Linked DNA regions of Triticum aestivum: region 2 is linked to region 1. A link is a contact called in public Hi-C data. All regions are on one chromosome and are shown on one strand. The core of a region is the stretch at or near the end of the contact, and the rest is flanking DNA. Distances in the headings are between cores, read along the strand shown.

What was found. Hi-C and Micro-C count contacts between places; a contact is called where the count stands out from the background.
Region 2: a contact with region 1 is called in a Hi-C map of leaf, with 4 times the contacts expected there. The contact joins the promoter of LOC123088093 here to the enhancer-like site in region 1. A contact is called at or near these places in 4 of 5 Hi-C or Micro-C datasets (leaf and an unstated tissue) and 1 of 1 datasets of contacts at active chromatin or transcription factors (leaf).

The regions. Positions count from the first base shown.
Region 1 is chr4A:680,827,635-680,835,002 of IWGSC CS RefSeq v2.1, reverse strand. No RefSeq gene overlaps it. Among protein-coding and RNA genes, the nearest start is that of LOC123088092, 15 kb to the right of the region's middle. Within about 2 kb of position 4,877, at least 1 of the 8 cell types and tissues checked has an H3K27ac peak or open chromatin away from gene starts, as enhancers often do.
Region 2 is chr4A:681,008,489-681,015,856 of IWGSC CS RefSeq v2.1, reverse strand. It overlaps LOC123088093, which reads right to left and starts at 3,558. Exons shown (of 1, transcript XM_044510250.1): 1 at 2,488-3,558. The coding sequence starts at 3,368. The coding sequence ends at 2,859.

The DNA of each region.
Region 1 (7,368 bases), core at 3,628-6,127:
GTGTCGAGCTCAGCCAAAGACGAAACACCGCCGAGCACGTCCGAGACGGAGAACGGGCTGCTATGAGCAGGTGCGGGAGCCAGTGCAGGAGCTGGTGTGGGAGCAGGTGCAGGTGCTAGTGCAACGCTAGTCGAGTATCTCCCGAAGAAGTCGGCAAGGGGAAAGTCCGCGACATTTTTTTTGGATTTTGCCTGCTCCAACCGATAAAGGCCGGAACCAAGCCACCCGACAAATCTGCAATTGCCTGTTTTGCGGCAGCTACCGCTGTTGCGACTGTCTCAGCTGATTTCTTCTCAACCGCAATCTCAACATTCTTGCCGATGTTTTCTTCAGTTTACCTCTGTCTTAAATTTCTCTCCTCCGTGGTCTCGCGGTAGTACTTTTTCCATGTGGCGCCGTCTCCGACACCGTGCACGCGTCCATACAACGGCCGAGTGTCCACCGGGAGTCGTTTCAATATGTTTAATGCCCGATTGAATGGGGTGTCCCACTTGGGCCTCGCCAACGCCTCATACGGCGAGTCGCTTTCGGCCGCAATCCTATGATGCTCTCTCTGCAAAAGGAACAAGGATCATTTACAAATATGATTAAACATGCAGTCGAATTGATCAAAAACTAAAAAATACCAGCAGTCTCAAGAACTCTGTCGTGACCGGGTCCGTCTCGAAAACCTTCTTGAATGGGTCCCAATGGTACCGGGCCTTGAGGACGTCACGCTCCTACGGGATAGTGAACTCCGCCAAGGGGTATGTGATGCCCAGACTTTCGCGTTCCGCGTCCTCCTTGGCCCATATGGACCTCTTCTCCGTGTAACCACGGCTTCCAAGGTGGTGGCACCCCATGTTCCTCTATTGAAGCCCCTTCATGTACTTCGACTTTTCTTTGGCAGCTTCGGCATCACAAGTCACCTTGAATATTTCAAACTGCTCTTTCGTGATTGTCGGATTATCCTTTACAATCTTGGAGTAGGGTTCCTTTTTGTTGATGATTCGATGTTTCACCCTTTGCTTTCCAGGCGGCCAACGCGCCGCTAAACTTGGTCATGGCACATTTGTTTATCTTCTTCATTGTCGGGTCTTTATCTGGATCAGTATATTTGTTTTCATCCCAGCCCGGGAACAAGAATATCTAGTGCAGCTTCTTTAGGAGGGAGGGCCTCATATTTTCTATCTTCTTTAGTTTCTCATCGTTGATGGTGGCGGCTGTCTGTACGATGTAGCCTATTTGATTGTCGTAGCACGATCACGCTTCCTCAGGCTTTTTGGCTCAAAATTGCCCTCGTCCACCTCCGTGACCACCACTCTAGTAGTGATGAGCTGGGTTAGGGTCGTTGCCTCTTTGGTTTCAGTTCTATACTGGCTCCGCCAGTCTCGGTGCAGGTCTTGGCGCCGATCTCAGTCTCAGCGCCGGTCTCGATGTCGGTCTTAGTCTCTAATGTGACAGGTGGGCCCAATAACAACAACTGTTGATCGTCGGCAAGGTTCAAAAATCCGCCGGCCGCCCGGTAGACGTCGTCGCAATCACCAGAACCATGTCCTTCATCGTTGCTAGCCATGTTTCCTACGATTAAATCTAGTCAATTAATTCTAGACCTAATAAAATGAATAACGACATAAAAAAGGCCTATGTTTTGTAGGAACGTTGATTCCTTCCCGGTGCGGCAAATCCCGGGCACTCGATATGTCCTAGTTTGTAGTACAAGTCATGCCGAAATCCACGGAAAATCTCGGCATGACCTTTGCTAAAAAGTGGACAAATAGAGCACCTCAAATTTGCCGGAACGGAAATGAATCAACATTCCGGCAAAACATAGGCCACTCGGCTTCATACACTGGAAACAACAAAAGGCCACTTGGACACAATCGAACCATTTCAATGAAAAGATATAACATGACCACTTCAATGAAAAGAAATAATCAACAATAAAAGTCTAGGAAGGGATCATCTTTAAAATAAAACTTGCCTAAATTTCTTTCCTTGAAAAATAGTGGTCTTTTCAAAAATCAAAAACCTTTGCAAAATGACCTCACTAAACACTTCTCTGCCTAGGATAGAACTCAAATTCTGTTCTAGCTATTCCTCTCACACACACATTATTTTCTTTTCATACAAATTGTTTTAGAGCAAATATTCCAACAATACTTGACCTTATTAGAAATTGCAACGGAACTCCATTTTCTCTAACACTTCTGACCTTACCAAAATTTCCACAGGAAGACCATAGTACCTACACCCAATTTCTTTAAAAATATTTAGGTCCATAGTCCAAATAATTCAAATTACATTTGAATGAAATTTGGACCAGATTCAGGTCCATAGTCCAAATAATTTTTTATAACTAAATGCTACTATTTTTTTGTTTATAGCCTCTATTAATTTAAAGCTAAATGCTACTATAATTTATATACCCTCTGTTAATTTAAAGCTAAATGGAAATACTGTTTAGGCATTTTCATCAAAATTTGCCCTAGCTAATTTCCTAACAAGAATTGCTCATCTTTTTTCCTAAATGCTAAAAAAATGCCTACTGCCCTAAACAAATCTAGGGTTCATATGAACACATAGGGTTCATATATATGAACATCAACAAGCAGCAACATATGTACCAAAGAGAGAGAGGGGGGGAGGGCAGGGGAGAGGAGAGGGAGAGCCTTATAGTCGGCGGCGAGGGCGGGCTCGGGCTCGGGCTCGGGCGGCGGTGGTGAGGTCGAGGGCGGCGACGGTGAGGTCGAGGACGGCCTCGGGCGTCGACGATGGGGTTGAGGGCGGCCTCGGGCGGCGGCGGTGAGGTCGAGAGCGTGCGCGATCGACGGTGGCAGCAGAGGAGTTGGGGAGTTGAGGAAATAGGAGGGAGAAGGGGGAAAGGACTTAGCAAAATTTTAAGCCCGCACGTGGTCAAGTCAAACTAGCAGTAGCGCTGGTAGAAAAAATGCGCTACTGCTAAGTTAGCTATAGCGCTTCTGGCCAAAACGCGCTACTGCTACCAGAAGTAGCTATTTATTTTCCTTTTTCTTTTTTTTATCTAAGGAACTTAGCTATAGCGCGGGAACACAAAACACGCTACTGTAGTTATAGCGTTTTTTGCGAACAAGCGCTACTGCTATGCCTCTCTCCACTATTTTTCTTTTTCTTTTCTTTTTCTTTTTTATTTCTTTTTTTTTCATTTTCATTTACTTTTTTAAATTATTCTTCTACTTATTTTATTTTTCTTAGCAGTAACGCTCTACAACAGAAACGCGGTGCTACAAGGTACTTAGCAATAGCGTGTTTCCCTCAAGCTCGCTACTACTATTCCTAGCCTACCGGCAACGGTGTAGGAATTATAGCAATAGCGTTTTTCTGGGCAGACGCGCTACTGCTACAACTATAGTTGTAGCGTGCTTTCGTGACAAGCACTACTACTAAGTAGCAGTAGCGCTTAGTTTTGGCCAGCACTACTGCTATATCTCTGTGTATAAGATTTTGCCTAGTAGTGTATGAGCCTCTCCTACTGTTTTCACTGGTAAAGAAAAACACTGATGCTTAGCCACTCTTATGGAGACGTTTTTTTATGTACATGAGCATTTTCATGATCTACTCGCAAACTATCGGGGCATGCTACCGTCGGCTGGCAGATCTTTTTACAAGATCGACCGCCTCTGTAGCCGTAAGATTTTGTGCCATCCAACCTTCATCATCATTCCAACCTTGCAACAAGGGTAGTGTTGCACACCTTTGCATTGCAATATATGTGATGTTGCAGATTATTTTTTGTCTTTAGTTTTTTGTAACATGGGTGTTGTTATGGAAGAAAATTTTGCAACAAAGATAATATTGCGGAATTGTTTTTGTCTTCACTTTTTTACAACATGGGCGTGGTCGCCAAAATTAATTTTGCAATAAAGATAATGTTGTAGAAAAAATTACAGAAACATACACACGAAGACACGCGTTGCACGATCCATTGGCTGAAACGAAGTGTTTTCGTAAACTATCCTTCCTACTTATAAAGATTGGAGTTGGTGCTGAGTTCACTCATGGGCCCAACATCCTTTCTAAACAAACAAATACACAGATCCCATACGTAGAACTAGCAACCTTTCAAGAGACATATAGACAAATATATTTAACTCATGTGTGGGCTCTATCATAAATAAAAAATACAGTACTTTCATGTAAAACCAACATTTTTTAAAAGGCACAAATAACAAACACAAAAGTATAACTTCAACTTGGTTTTAGTTTCTCTTCCCAACCTATTATGGTTATTTGAAATTCTCTAACGCCGCATAACTCTCACCATATTTTTGTTATCATTTCTAACCGTAAATCACTCAACGGCCACAAACAACACTAATGTTATTTGACCACCTGCTAAGCCAATGGCTCCGCGGCAACGCCCGGGCATCGTGCTAATTTCAAAAAATTATGAAGACATATAACTATTGGTTATGTTCATATATAAAATATCTAAATCAACTTTTTATACGTATTTAATCTGAGTTATTTGTGTCCAGTGGCGGAGATAGGCCTGGGGCAGCTAGGGCTATAGCCCCAGGCCTAGAAACAACTTTCTTTGTAATTTCTTCATGCAAAGCATAGAAAATCATTGAAGTTTATCACTTAACATAGCATAGCCCTAGGCGTAATCTGCATCTAGCTCCGCCACTGTTTGTGTCTATGTTATTTTAAATTATGAAATTGAAGAAATATGTGCTCAATAGGCCGTACAGAGGCCCGCCATTTTAAATCTGGAAATCACGATGGCTGCTGCTAACGGGAGCTCCTAACCGGCGCTCTCAGCGCCGTTTCTGATTACTGGCGCTCGAAGGTGGTGATACTTGGGCCGGCCCAGCAACACTTCGTTCGCTCGCTCCCAGGCAGCGCAAAAAGAAACAATAAAGTTGCGATCTGGTGGATTGAACACGCGCCGCGACTACAACGTTCGAGCACGGCTAACCACAAAGCCAACTACGTACTGGCGACTAAATACAGGACAAACATTTTAATAGCAGAATTATATCGTTTACTGGTTTCTCAAAAAAAAAAGGTATATCATTTACTGTAGCGCCTTGATTTTTGAATTATTTCTAGCAAATGTGTTTTTCAATGTAAACAAAAAATTTAAAGTTCACATATTCAAAAAAAGATCATGTATTAAAATAAAAAGCACAAATACGAAAAAGTTAATGTATTCAAAAAAGTTCAAAAATACAAAAGTCATTAAAAATTAAAAAGTACACTTATTTGGGAAACAGTTCATGAATTTGAAAAGGAGTTCATCGTTTTTAAAAAAGTTCATGAACTCTTTTGGAAAAAAATATCGGTGGTCGAATTTGAAACAAATCATGAAAAAAGTTCATCAAATTTGAAAAAAGTTCATAAAAAATGAAAAAGTTCATCGAGTTACCAAAAATTTCATCAATTTTGAAAAAAGTTCATCAAATTTGAAAAATAGTTCATCAACTTGAAAAAAGTTCATCGAGTTACAAAAAAGTTCATCGACTTTGAAAAAAGTTCATCAAATATAAAAATAGTTCATCAACTTCGAAAAAAATTCATCAAGTTACAAAAAAGTTCATGGACTTTGAAAAAAGTTCATCAAATATGAAAAAATAGTTCATCAATTTCGAAAAAAGTGCATCAAATTTGAGAAAAGTTCATCAAAATTGGAAAAAGTTCATCAAAATGAAAAAGTTCGTCGAGTTAACAAAAAATTCATCAATTTTGAAAAAAGTTCATCAAATTTGGAAAACAGCTCATCAACTTCGAAAAAAGTTCATCGAGTTACAGAAAAGTTCATCGACTTTGAAAAAAGTTCATCAAATATGAAAAAGAGTTCATCAACTTCGAAAAAAATTCATCGACTTGGAAAAAAGTTCATCAAATATGAAAAATAGTTCATCAATTTCGAAAAAAGTGCATCAAGTTTGAGAAAAGTTCATCAAATTTAAAAAAAGTTCACTAAATTTGAAAAACGTTCATCAAATATTATAAAATACGTTCACACATTTTTGAAAACAAAAAAAATAAAAAGTTCACCACTTTTGAAAAGTTGTTCATGAATTTTAAAAAATATTCACGCATTTAGTTAAAAGAAAAAAGAACAAAACAAAAACTGTTCCGAGAAAAATAAAAAAGAAGAAGAAGAAGAAGAAAACGAAGAGAACTGTTGCTAAAAAAAGGAAAAGGAAAGAACAAATGAAGGAAAAAGCAATTACCGAACACATATGGTAGTGGTGGCTAGTTGGTTCACCCTAGCGTACGACAAACCTGGCGACCATGGTTCGAATCACGCCATCGCTCAATTTTTGCGTTTTAACAAAAAAAAAAGTAGAACGGGCCGGCCCAGCGAGGCGGAGGGGTGTGCGCCCGTTTGCGAAACCTGAAGAAACGGGCGCAGCGGGCGCCGTTTAGGATTTGCCGTTACGTATCATCTGTACTGAGTTATAATAGGGCTCACATACACGCACTACAGTACCAGACCGGCCCATTTTCGCGTATTCAAGAGTTTTTCGCTCGTACGGTGTCATTGGCTACATTAGCTTTCTCCCGGTCGCGAGCTTTTATCCATTTTTTATGTTTTTCTTCATATTTCGTTTTATGTTTTTGTTTTTGTTTTCCTTTGGTTTTCTTTTCTTCGGGTTTTTTTCAACATATGTGTACAGTTCCATACGCATTTTACATTTTCGTATATCATAAAAATATTTTTTACACACGGTTAACATTTTTGAAATAGCTGATTAACATTTTTGTAATATATGTTTTTAAATACACGTTGGAACATTTTTTTTGAATGGTAAAATATTTTTTTCTGAATCATGATTGATAATAACTATAACACTTTTCAGATGCAAGATTTTCTAAAAATTATGTAAACTTTTTTTGTAATATACATTGATAATATTTCTAAATATGAAAAGTAAAGAAAATAGAAAAAAAGAAAAAAGAAAGTAACATGACCTCGGCAGGGGAGCCATTGCTACTAGCCAGCCCAAAACCTCCTCCCTGGAGGCGAACCCAAGTAAGACTTGCATTGGGCAGCACATAGGACAGCAACTAGTTAATGAGTGCTCCTTCGGGTGCCTCGCAACGATCAGCGCCACTTGGCGAGCTCTCTGCCATTCGCCACGTGTCGCGCTCTGGGCGCTCCTTCTGGATTTTTTTTTCGCACGCGTTTTTGGCTTTTTAAACGTTTTTTTCGGGGGTTTTCGACGTTTTGGTTTCCATCGGTCTTCCTTAGCTTTTCAATCAAAAAAGTGAAAAAAAATATTATGCATGAAAAAACGCATTTTCATTTTTTTCTCTTTCATGAGAGTCATGATTTTGCTTCCGCGAGAGGCACGGTTTTGCTTTCGTGAGAGTCACGGCCGTGCCTCTCGAAAACGG
Region 2 (7,368 bases), core at 2,309-4,808, 180 kb before region 1:
TAAGAAACTCCATGTCTCGTTATTTTTCACGTTGCTTTCCATTATTGGTGCTGCTTTTTTTTATTGAGCGGGGGGGCCCGATTAAGTGAACAGAACAGTAATCGGCCAATTACTAGCATGACCCGTTAACAGGTCCAACATTCTTATGTTAAATCTCATAATAATGTACTTTCTAATAATTTCGCTAATTGGTTGATATATTATTTCTGGTAATTTTAAAAAGTGTTTGTGCATTTTTAAGTTGTTCAATAAATTTTACAAAAGCGTTTGCGTATTTTCAAAACAGGTCCAACTTTTTTTTGGTAAATCACATAATTTATATACTCCCTCTTTAAACAAATATAAGATCTTTTAGATCACCACTGTACACCACTTTAGTGATCTAAAAGATCTTATGCTAATTTACAGAGTGAGTACTTTCTAATAATTTCGAAATTAGTTTATAATAAAGAAAAGATACATCAGGATGTGTAAATTTTAAAAGTGTGTGCATATTTTAAAAAATTTCGTGAAATTTTAGAAAGTGTTCACACATTTGCAAAATATGTACTTCTAATTTTACAAAGAGCTCCTTGTTCCCTTCAAATGTTCATGAAATTAGTGTTGACATATTTAGAAAAATATATTCATGTGGTCTCGAATATGCTCATTTATATTTATTTATTTTGTATAATTTCAAAGAATGTTTGTGTAACTTTAAAATTGTTCATTCATTTTAGAAACATTTTAGAAATTGTTCACGTGGTCTCGAAAATCAAAGAAGATAATCTGAAAACTGGGGAGGAATAAAAATGAACAAAAAATAAAATAAACTGAGGAAGATACTTCAAGCGGAAAACCTGTTCCCGCAAAAATCAAAAGAAACACTGGAACTTTTTTTTTTTGAGACAACCTCACAAAGCTTTTATTAAGTCGGCACAATGTTTACAGGGACGGGGGGAAGATCTCCGGGGTGGCCCAGCCACACACGCCGTCCAACCCCAAGAGTTAAAGCATGCTTCGCTAAGTTGTGAGCTTCATAATTTGAGCTCCTAAATTCATGGTTAATCTTACAAAAATCAAAATCTAAGAATGAAACACCGGAACTAATAACAAAACGCTGCCGATTCCCTAAAAAAAAAACGCTGCCGATAAAACTACTTCATTATTGTGGCCTGGCCCATCAAATTAGTCGGTGTTGTCGGTGGGTGCGCCGCATGGTCGCAGAGCCGCGACAGCCACGGCCGCCGCCCGCTTCCGGCACGGCGACACGACGACCGTCCTCCGGCTCCGGCTCTCGCCGCGCGGCACCGCCCCCCTCATCTCTCCCCGCACACGCCATGTTCTGACCAAGTTTCACCGGCCGGGTGGCCTTGGGTGGGTCGAAGGCTTCATTTGTCATTTCCACGTCGGCGGGAGGAGTCGTTCGGGTCGCTGCCAGGTCCCCATCGACTCCCGGTCATGGCTAGGCCCTGGGTCAGGGCAGGGGTGCCCGGTGCAACTTCCACACGGTTGGAGGCGGGCGGGTGCACCAGTCACCATGGTATCCACCGGCCGCCGCCGTGCGCGCGCGATCGACCGTGGACGGCACGATTCGAGGAGACATATTCTAATCTTGATTCGGAACGAGGATCTATATATATTCCGGCCATATATATATATATATCTGACCCAATCGGATGCAACCACTTAATCCGGTCTGCGACACAGCTGCAGGGTACGGTCAACGGAGTTTTCTATCAGCTGTTCGTATTCGGCAATGCTAAAAATCTCATTTGTTTTTGGTTCCTCTGACCTTTTCTTGCTCCTGCGCCGGTCGTACACGGCTGCACGCACGTTCCTCGTTGCCTCCGTCGCCGCCGTGGGCGCAGGTTTGCCAACATGAGCCACGTACCGTTCCCGCTCACCGGAGCACGGCTACTTTGGTCTATATGTGCAGAGAGAGTTCGACCGACGTGCTTGTGTGCACCTAGAGGTGCATGCTGTTTTTCATGGCGGCTATTCGGTTGTGTCGGCGCACGTGTCGCGATATCGAGCTGCCTTACCCATCCAAGCAGGGCGGGCCGACGGGCTTTGGGCTTTGGCCGAGACGGAAACAAGTCCGGATCGAGACAACCAGTTTCACGTCCAAACGGATCATCACCAGCTAAAAGATGAAAAGCAGCCGAGAAAATGGAAAGATGATTCAAGCATGACAAGAAAGCTAAAGTGACAAGAGTGGAGTAGCAAAGAAGCAATCATAGAAGGAATTAACTCTTCTATCAGTGCGTCTGTGTGACCAACTGCGTGTATACTCCCTCCGTTCCAAATTACTTGTCCTGGTTTTAGTACAAATTTGAACTAAAACCACGACGAATAATTTGAAACGAAGTGAGTATGATGCAAGCATTCCTTTCTGTTCCTCCTGATTTTGCATACTCCATATGTTCAATCGCCCCCGTATAGTAGCAATAGTAGCAAGTAGCAAGTAGCAAGACCAAAGGTATGCAGGCCAAGTACACAAGATACTGAGAAAGAAATTCAAGCAAAGCTATGGTATAATTCGTGAATCCCAGGAGCATTCACGTAGTAGTAGTGCATACTATGCTAGATACAAATACAAGTTAATTTACATCTATACACTCTGTCCTAATTTAAAAAAAATCAATAACCATATGCGATTTTCACCATATATGTGTGCTTCTCCTTACGGTCAGCTACTTGATCTCGTGTATATACACGGCGCTTGAGGAAAATATCAAATCAAGCTCAAGAAGAATACTTGTGAAAAATAATAGAGGAAATAAAGAAAAATCATCAATACCCGATCGATCGAGAACCGAGAAAGGCCAAGCATGTTTGTTGGTATAATGGTTGGTGGGCGGCGCCGGCCGGTCTGATCAAAAGAAGACCCACTTGGTCGACGACTTCTCCTTCATGGTGCTGGAATGGAAGAGCTCGCCGCCGTCGCCTGCTTCCCCTGTTTTCCGCCGCTTCTCCGTCCCGACCAGCCTCGACAGGAACCGCCCGATCTTCTTCTTGCTGCTGCTCTTCTTCTTCTTCTTCGCCTCGCCCTCCTTTCCCTTGGCTTCTGCTGGTTTCTTTGAGGCCGTCGGCATGAGCGGCTGCGAGAAGGCGGAGACGTTGACGAAGGAGGAGCCGGCCCCGGAGCCGACGACGTGGACGGAGGTGGCGTCGGCGGAGAGGGCCGCGCGGTGGAGCGGCGGGGAGTCGGTGGAGGAGTAGGGGGAGGTGCTGGCCGAGTTGGAGGCGCGCGTAAGGGTGGTGGTGGCGGAGGAGTTGGCGGAGAGGTGGGCGAGGCGGTCGCGGAGGCAGCTCGGGCACACGCCCTTGGACAGCCGGTGCTCCGGGTGCCGCCGGCACCGGTCCTCCCAGTCCGACCTCCGCATCACTCGATCTTCTTAATCAGCTCGGTCGATCGGGGTGCGCCCTCGCGTTGCTGTGTCTCGATAGATGCTCACGTCGGCGTTCGCGTTCTTGGCGGTGTTGGTGCTCGGGGAGGAGGGTGGGGGTGGAGAGAGGAGATATGAAGAGCAGGGGAGACCCGAGGTCGACGAAGCGAGGTGGAAATGTCAGCCTTGTCGCAAGAGGTGGTGGTGCCAGGTGCTACTGTTTTATTGGCGCGTCCGTAGAAAAAAGAATGTTTTTGTTTTCATTTCAGGTTCCTTTCGGATACTTTTCCTTTTCCTGCCTAGTGGAGAGGAATTTTTGGTGTGTGTGTTTTTTTAGGGTAAAGGATTTTTGGTGTTGGAACTGTAGCGGCCATAGTAGAATTTGCCAAGGACAACAAGGTCACAGTGAAAGCCGACATGATTTGATTCCTCAACGCAAATGAGAGTGATATCACTTTTTCGGTATGGTTTAAGGACATATTCATGTTTTCTTGCTCTCATTGTATGGAAAGTAAGGGCATCTACAACGTCGACCTCTAAGCCGGACACGCATCCGTCCACGGACCGAGAGACCAGTCCAAGGACATGATGCGGGAGCCAGCTATCCACAGATATCTACATATAATTTGAACCGGATTTAAACAAACGATACGAAACTAATGCAAATCAGATGATTTTTGTATAAACCAGACGATATTTGCAATTCAGAGATATTTTAAATAAACTATAGCGGACTAGCCAAAACTAGTTAATAGCCGGCCGCGGCGGATCTTCATTCTCCGGACATATCTTTCTATACCCGGCAGCCCATTCATCGGATTGCCGTAAGCTATAGAGGGATATAGAGACATGCTTCAGCGACAAGGAAGAGTAGCCTTCCTCTGCTGTCGCGAAGCACATATCAGAGTTGGTTTTTGGGCGAGGAAGACGGTTGCCATGGCCTACGCCCCCGCGAAGCGGGAAAGTCATTGGCTATGTAACTCGGCGAGGCGGTGGCGGTGGCCTCCCATGGTGTATTTTCCTCACTGTCCACAGCGGCCGCAGGCGTGCCCGCTTCGTTGTCTTGCCGCCGGGACGCGGCCGACGCGGAGTTGCCCCCCCTCCCCCCTCTGGTTTGCGAGGAAAAGGATGTCCGAACCGGCCCGCGGACGAATGCAGGACCAAGTTGGATGACAAAACACGTCCTGACAATGCGGTCCAGTCAATTACGGGCTGTTTGAGGGTTGGCATTGAAGATGCCCTAATGCTTCCTCCGGCTCTTTACATAGTTGTTTTTACTCAACCTTTGGGCTTTGACTTCGAATCTAATACTTAATTATTTTTCTTCTGAAATCGCAGCTCTTTGGCTCTATTTATTAATTAGGAAGAAGAGAATTATTCGATGAAGTAGCCAAAAACCGATTACATCACGCCTACAAAATAGGGAACCCCATCGACCTGGCTGTCCACCAATCCCCACACACCGCTAAAGAGGGAAATGCCGTCGAGATTATCTCCAAATTGTCATCGTATTCACTCCATCCCAAGCAAGTGACTCTATCTTCATCACTGATGATCAACCAAGAGCTCTCACTTCGGACGTAGCAGGAGATATATGACGATCTATGCCATACAATTGGTCGAACATGTCGAGGACTTGCTAGCTCAGCTTTGAGTCACGGGATAAAACAACATGACTTGTGCTGACCGAGCCCGACGTGGGCACTGGAGATTGCTGGACACCGGACCAACCCTTCGCATGGTATCATACCGCCGCATCGCCCACGACGCTACAACTTCGACTTCACACTACAACACACGAGGATGCTAGAACAAACCCAAGACTCGCCAGATGGTCGATGACAGAGGCATGTTATGACCCCGCTCCTCTCGCCACTGTCATCATTGTCACATAAGTCGCAAAGCCACCAGATACGGGACAACCTCCTTGATATCTACATCCACGTTGTTGGTCGGGCAGGGGCCAACCACAAATATCATGTGCGTCCAACCCCTCGAAAGTGCGAATATAATCATTAGTCTTGAAGGCAACGCTCCAAAGAGGGAAGCGTCACAGGGATGACGTCGTCGTCCTTCCCAATTAGGTCTTAGGCTTTCTCCAGAGAACCAGATCCAATGATGAAACAGTCAAAAAACTGTGCGGCAATGCCTTTAAAGAGGAGAACGACGCCCGCAGCCCCGGCATCGCCAAGCAGGCTTTTCCTCAAAGCATCTTGACAACCACCCACACGCAGCCGGCCCATGGCGACCCGCACCTCCACCGGCCGGCACACCTCTACACGGCATCCACGCCATCGGCATGTAGAGATCACCTCTGCATCTCGCCCGCCATATCCGGCATTTTTGAGTACAACATTACATCAAGGTGGCTACTTGAGAGTTGTATGTGCATGCATTTACGTTGAAGAAAATGAAACCAGCATGCGTTCTACTCCATATTTTTTGCGTAATTTACACCATAGCGACCCTTGAGAAAATGGCTCTTGAGTCTTGGGCAGAATCAATCAACAGGGAATGGCCGGATCAATTAATTCTGTCGGCAGTACTGACAACAACACCAGACTGAACTTGGTCACGACCACCACACGCGAGACGGCGAGAGGGGGAAACCTACCTGGTCGGTCATCCGTGTGGTGGGACGCGTCGATCGTACACACACACACACCCAGCTTCGTTTCGTCACCTCGCGCGTCTGCTAAAGCAGAGCAAAACAAACATGCTTCTTGTTTTTCCAGCCCCTGTTGACCGGTGGAAACAAAAAGAAAAGAAAAGAAAAGGGACTAGTGCCACAGCGTGAGAAAAGATAAGCGCTGCCTCCATGGCGCCATGGCCACGCCGGTCAAAAGACGCTGGCTATCTTTAATCGCACGTCTCTCCCAGTGGGATCCGGTCGCGCTTTGCCTTCTCCTACCTCCCACCTCCTCTCCCTATCTGCGTCCAAGCGTTTTACACCTGATGAAAAGTAAAAGGGAGAGAGGGAAATAAAGATAAAAAAGCGGAGGAAAAATGTATTATAGGGCTGTGGTCTAGCGGGAGACAAGGGCCGTGGCCCGCGACGGCGACCGGCGGGCCCACGCGGCCTCGTTGGTCTTGGTGGACGGGGGTACTGGAGCAAGACAAGAGTTTTGGCGAGTGGTGGCACTGGCCGCCGGTCGCCGCACGCGCACGCGCACGCGAGGAGATTGGTCAGACGCGCGTCGATCGCTAGCTACGTGCGCTCCCGGCTCGGCTCTCCGTCCCCTGATGTGCACGTCCGCGCGTGCGCGTGGGGTCGCGCTGCGTGCGTAGTGTGCCGCCTCGAGTCGGGTCGCGTCGAGGAGTGTGTGTGGTTTCGGTTTGCTTCCTTCTGGCGAGTGGCCTGTGCACGTACGGCGCGACGTGCTTGTTGGGGTTGGTGACTGGTCGACGCCGTGATCGTCGTGCTCGTGTTGAGCATGGGTTCGGACCATCGCGGACAATTTTCGTGTTTTGACCCTTTTGCAAAAGTTTACCTGAATCTGACTTTGGTTCGTAAAAATTTCAGGATTTGATCCTTTTTCTATCGTCATTGCTTTTGGTGGTAGGGTTACACAACCTACCGCCAAGGGCTCTCACGGTAGGAGTTACCGAGACCGTCACGCCTGTTTGATGTGAAGAAGACCCTATCGCAATAGTCTCTGGCGATGGGTAGTTATACCCTACCGTTTAGTATTCTGCGGTAGGGTCTGCATGCCGGTGAAATGCGCTAGTCTAATTATATTAGGCGCTGCATGTAGTCATGCTGTTGCCAGTAATTAGCTCGACTGCATGTTGATGTGTAGGTAGCTAGCTCGTCTGCATGCTACTCCCTACGTCCTAATGTAAGACATTTTTTTTACATTATATTAGAGTCAAAAAACCGTCTTACATTATGGGACGAAGAAAGTACTCTACCACACTCCTCACGCGACCCGACTCGAGGTAGCACACTACGCACGCAGATATCTACGTAAACCACGTTTACAGAAGGCTGCGTAAA